2 separate regions of the Capra hircus genome follow, and region 2 is linked to region 1. The links are chromatin contacts, called in public Hi-C maps. All regions are on one chromosome and are shown on one strand. The core of a region is the stretch at or near the end of the contact, and the rest is flanking DNA. Distances in the headings are between cores, read along the strand shown.

Evidence for each region. A called contact is a pair of places that touch in the nucleus more often than the background predicts.
Region 2: a Hi-C map of blood shows a contact between it and region 1, with 4 times the contacts expected there. The contact joins the enhancer-like site here to the promoter of AP2S1 in region 1. A contact is called at or near these places in 2 of 5 Hi-C or Micro-C datasets (both in blood).

The regions. Positions count from the first base shown.
Region 1 is chr18:54,975,213-54,977,912 of ARS1.2, forward strand. AP2S1 (AP-2 complex subunit sigma) reads right to left here and starts at 1,374. Exons shown (of 5, transcript XM_013971564.2): 1 at 1,226-1,374. The coding sequence starts at 1,228.
Region 2 is chr18:55,105,594-55,108,293 of ARS1.2, forward strand. No RefSeq gene overlaps it. Among named protein-coding and RNA genes, the nearest start is that of NPAS1, 11 kb to the right of the region's middle. Within about 2 kb of position 1,433, at least 2 of the 5 cell types and tissues checked have an H3K27ac peak or open chromatin away from gene starts, as enhancers often do.

The sequences.
Region 1 (2,700 bases), core at 124-2,623:
CTCTCCTTCCAAGAACCCCTTCTGCTGAGCCAGGGAAAACCACTTCCTAGCAAGGCAGGGGTCCTGGCAGGCAGGCAAAGGGCATGGGGTGGGGGTGGGACCCACACCAGGCAGCCACAGCCTGGGGGCCAGAGCCAGAGACAGATGGAGGAGATCGGGAGGAGAGATGGAGCAAGGCTGTAGAACTAAGGGAGAGCTCTGTCTCTGAGTCCTGAATTCCCTCATACACCTCTTCCTGTTTCTCCTCCCAACCAGAGTCTCTCCATCCCAGGGGATCCACACTGAGAAGTCCCATCCTTTCTGTATCCTCGCCCCTCTGATGTCCCCTCTCAGTGCCCACCTCCCCCCGCCCCCCGCCAGCCTTCTCTACCTCCAAGTTCCCCCGGCCCCCCCGGAGTTGCTCTCTTTGACTCCTGCTTTCCCAGTTTCAGGGCTCTCTGTCAGGGTGCCCCATCCCTGGGGATTGGCGCCAGCTCCAATGCCCAGTCCTTGTTCCCCAAACCCCCTCTCCACCTCTCACTTCCATGCTTACTCCCTACCCTGTGAGAACCCTCCTCTTGCAGAGACCTGTTCCATTGCTCCCCATTCATGTGTAGTATTCACTGCCTACTCCAAGCCTTCTTCCTTCTTACAGCACACTTTTCCTAACTCTAAAGCCCCATTCCCTACAGTACTTCCTGTCTCCAGGGTCCAGTCTCTTATCCTTGAGACTCTCTCACCAGCAGTATCCCACACAGTTTCAACACCCTCTCTCCGCCTGCAACATCGGCTTCCTGCCCCTAGAGACCACCTCTCTCCTATCTCAACGTCTCCCATTCTTCTCCAGCTCTTCTGACGCACTCCCGGAAAGCCCTCCGCTTGGGACGCCCCCTCCCCACCTCCAGTTCCTTCTCCCAGCTTCTGAGATCCTGCCTCGTGAGTTGCCTCCCAGTTTCAAAACCCTCCAACCATCTCGAATGTCTCCCTCCCGCACAGCCCTCTCCCCTGGCACCTGGACTTCAAAAGCTCCCCCCTAGCCTCGAGAACCCCAGTACACACTCGCGCCCAGAACCACCCCCAGTTGCCTCCTTCGCCGGCCTTTGATCGGCCCCAATCCCGAGAGCCCGCGCCCGGCCCAGACCATCGCACCGCAGCAGGGGCGGCTTGTCAGTATCCCACCGAGCCTGGAGTACCTGCACGTGGACCCACCCTTTGCCCGTCCCCAGCGTAGGCGCTCCCTCGTTACCATGGCGACCCCCGTCCGGACCCCAGCGGCCCCGGTCCCGCGGCTTCTGTGTGGCTCCGGCTCCGGCAGCTGTTGGGGGACCCAGGCGTAGAAGCGGACTTCCGGGAGAAGAACTCGCCCGCCCTCTCGCGCACAGCCCACTGGGAATTGTAGTCCTGAAAAAAAAATAGGCTCACTCGTCGGGGAGGCAACCCGGGAAAAGAGCCGGTCGCGCTTCCCAGCATGCCGCGCGACTGGGCTTTTCCTACGCCAAGGTTCAGGCTCCAAATGCATGTTGGGAGCCACGGGTTATTATCTCCTCGGAGGACTACAGTTCCCGACATGCCTGACAGCCAGCGAGACGAGAGTTGCATCCTGGGAAAAGTAGTTCCGTCAGCCCTCCCTCCACCTTCCAGCCTAGGCGAGAAGGACATGCTGGAAATAACTGTTTTAAATAAAACTGCTTTGGGAAATGTAATTATGTTTCCGTGCTTACCTAGTGCTCTGTTTAAAATGTGTTGAGTGTTTCTCTGGGAGACAGACAGTGGTTTAATAGCATCAATTTGGAAGTCAGAACTGTGCAAATCCTGCCGTCGCATTCCCTAGCTCTGTGACTTCGGGCGAGCAGTTTCATCTCTTAACTCAATTTCTTCATCTGTTAAAGAGAAGTGATCAAGGGGTCACCTCACTGGGGTGGTTTTAAAGCTTCGGCCATTTTCCCAAGTACTTAGCATAGTGCTCGACACATGGTAAGCGCTCAATAAACGTGAGTTAAAATCATGAATGTTCACTGTTTATATCATGTAATAGGGGTCTTCTTGCTTCCTATTCACAGGTACACCTGTCTTCTTACACGGCCCAGCTGTTGGGGACCCCTTACTAGAACACGGTGGCACATAGTAAGCACTCGATAAAGGTATTGCTACTGAGGGCAGACTTGCCATAATAAAAACAAAACATATCCTGGATGTAAATTAAAAGTGTGGTATTCGCAGAAGAACTAACACATAGGTGTTGAATAACTGAAGGGGCAAATAGAGGTAAGAGATCATTTTCAGTTCTCGCACTCCTCTATCATCTACAGGGCTGGGACCAGGATAAAGTAAGCAATGTGCCCAAGGTACAAAATTTAAAAGGCACTCACTCTTAGATGTTGACCCTTGCAAGGGCCTGAAAGTGAGCAGCTGGCTTGCCTCCCCTTGGTCCAGCCCTGTTCTCTAGCACTCAGCTAAGTGCCTGGCACAAGTCTGGTGTTTGACAAGTTTCCTGAATGAATGAATAGGAAGCAAGGAAACAGACACCGTTAAGGCTAAGTAAAAGAAGTTTTACAGGAATGAGTAGTTAGTATGTAATTTGTTTGAATGACCATGAAGACCAAAGTTGGTAAAATTGATCTATGATGTAAAAACAGGAGCAGTGATTATCTCTGTGGACAGGGGGCTAGGAGGCAAGGGTTATGCTGGATTTGGCATAGTAATATTCTGTATCTTGAAAGA
Region 2 (2,700 bases), core at 183-2,682, 130 kb after region 1:
CACCGTCCGAAGCCAACTCTTCAGCAGGTCCAGGGAGGGCCCTTGCCAACCTCCCAGGGAGGCTCACCTTGCAGCCTGCAGTCCAGCCTTCTGACTCCTCAGGGGCCTGCCTACCACGGGTGCTATTCCCTCCAGACACTCTGTCCACCCTTCCTTGCTAACTCCCTCCGTAACCTTTAGATTTCAGTTCCCGGGACTCTTCCTTGGGAAAGTCACCCCTCCCCCACCCAAACCAAGATGAACTCCTTTGCTTTCAAAGAAAAAAGCATTCTCTTCAACAGCGTTTTTCTGTCTGTTACTCCTTTACGTTGTATTCACCCGTTTAACACACGTTTCCTGAGCGTTTACTCTGTGCCAGTCCCTCAGGGACAAAGCTGGGATCTGACCCCTAGTGGAACAGACAGAAAACATTCCAAGAAATGAATGTATGCCTTAATGTCGGGCACAGATAAGACATTAAGGAGGATGTGAATTTGGGGGAGCAGAGCTGTTATTTGGGATGGTTGGGAAGACCTCCCTGGGAACGTGATATCAAACCGGGATGAGGTGAGTCAGGCATTTGCCTCAGAAACAAAACCTAAAGGGACAAGGGATCAGAGATAAAGATAAAAAATTATTTCAATTCATGTTTTAAAAAATCAAAGTCAGCCTCCCAAAATCCATGATGACCAAAATTTTAAGTAAAAAAAAAAAAAACACATAGGACTTCCCTGGTAGTCCAGTGGTTAAGATTCTGCCCTTCTAATGCAGGAGGCATAGGTTCAATCCCTGGTTGGGAAAGTTCCACAGGCAGTGCGGCCAAAAATAAAACCCTTTCTTATGGCAAAAAGAAACAGATTCAGTAACAGTGCTGTGAAGCCTGAGTCAAAAGGAGAAATCAATAAGACAGCCTGGAACGGGGAGAAAAGTGATGGTGGATGAGAACAAACCTAGGACAGGGAAAGTGGAAAGAAGCGCTCAGAACATCTTAAGAGTCAGGGCGACAAGATGGCGCAGTCTGCTCAAGATTGCCCCAGGAGGTGAGAGGACTCCAGGGCTGACACAAAGTCTATCTAGTCAGCGTCAGTTCCAGAAGCTGCAGCCAGCACGGAGCGTGTACTAGGCGCTCGCTAGCTCCAAGCCAATGGCACCCCACTCCAGTACTCTTGCCTGGAAAATCCCATGGATGGAGGAGCCGAGAAGGCTGCAGTCCATGGGGTCTCAGGGTCGGACACGACTGAGCGACTTCACTTTCACTTTTCACTTTCATGCATTGGAGAAGGAAATGGCAACCGACTCCAGTGTTCTTGCCTGGAGAATCCCAGGGACGGGGGAGCCTGGTAAGCTGCCGTCTATAGGGTCGTGACTTAGCAGCAGTAGCAGCAGCAGCTCCAAGCCAACCGCCCGGAGGTGGGAAGGCGGCGTGTTACTCCTTGCGGCCACCAGGGGTCAGCAGAGCGCCGCCCTGCCCAGCCGTGGTCTGGCCTGGGAAGTGTTGGAAGCCCAGGGGGTGACGTTATTCAAAGGAGGGTGAGACACGACCGACTGAACTGAACTGAGAACGGGGCTGGAGGTGTCTCAGGAGCAGGCTGAGAATCGGGTGAGCTACTCTTCCTGGCATTTCACCCAACCATCCCTCCATTTATTCACTCAGGGGGCCAGGCCACACAGTCTCATGGGGTGAGCTGATAAGCTCCAAGTTTGTCCTGAGGTCACTGGAGGAGCCTCTGGGTCCGATTTGCAGGAGCTGAGGAAGTGGGAGAAGCAGCTGGGGATTCCAGAGACACCGCTCACAGGAGCGCTGCCTCCACGGTGGGGATTAAAGAGCACGCAGTTGCCATATATGTCAGCAAGACAAAGCAACTAATAGACACTCACAGGGACTTCCCTGATGGTGCAGTGATTAGGACTCCCTGCTTTCACTTCAGGGGACCAGGGTTCAATCCCTGACCGGGGAACTAAGATCCTGCAAGCTCTGCGGTGTAGAAAAAAAAAAAAAAAAAAAAGCTAACCATTTTTGGATACTTACAAAGTATCATGCCCTTTTTTAATAATCTTTCATGTACCAACTCAATTTTCACATGAAAATTCTATGAAGCAGGTATTATCATTGTCCCCACATTCCAGATGAGGAGACTGAGGCATGAAAGGGATGTCCAACAGCACAAGCTAGTAAGTGGGAGCCAGGATTTGAACCCCAAAGCCCATGGCTCTTTTTGTGGCTGCTGTAACAAATGGCCGCAGACGGGCTGGCACCAGAAATTTATTCCTTCACGGTTCTACTGGCTGGAAGCCCCAAATCAGGGTTTCAGCAGGGCCCTGCTCCTCTGAAGGCTCTAGAGAAGAGCTGTTTCCAGTGTTCAGATGTTCCTTGGCATCCGTCTAGTCTCGGCCTCTGTTTTCACAGGGCCTCCTCTTCTTTCTCCCTGAGTACTTGTATTTTTCCTGTGCATCACCTCTTCTGTTGTGTTTTGTTTTTTTTTTTTTGGGGGGGGCGCTGCATGGCGGCTTTCAGGAGCTTAGTTCCGGAACCAGGAATTGAACCCGAGCCAACCCTCGGCCACGAAAAGCAAGGGAGTCCCAACCACTGGACCACCAGGGGATTCCCTCCTCCCTGTCTCTTATAGACACTTGTCACTGGGGTTAGGGCCTGTCCAGATAATCCAGGATGATCTCATCTCAGAGCCCTTAATTACACCTGCAAAGACTCTTTCACCAAAT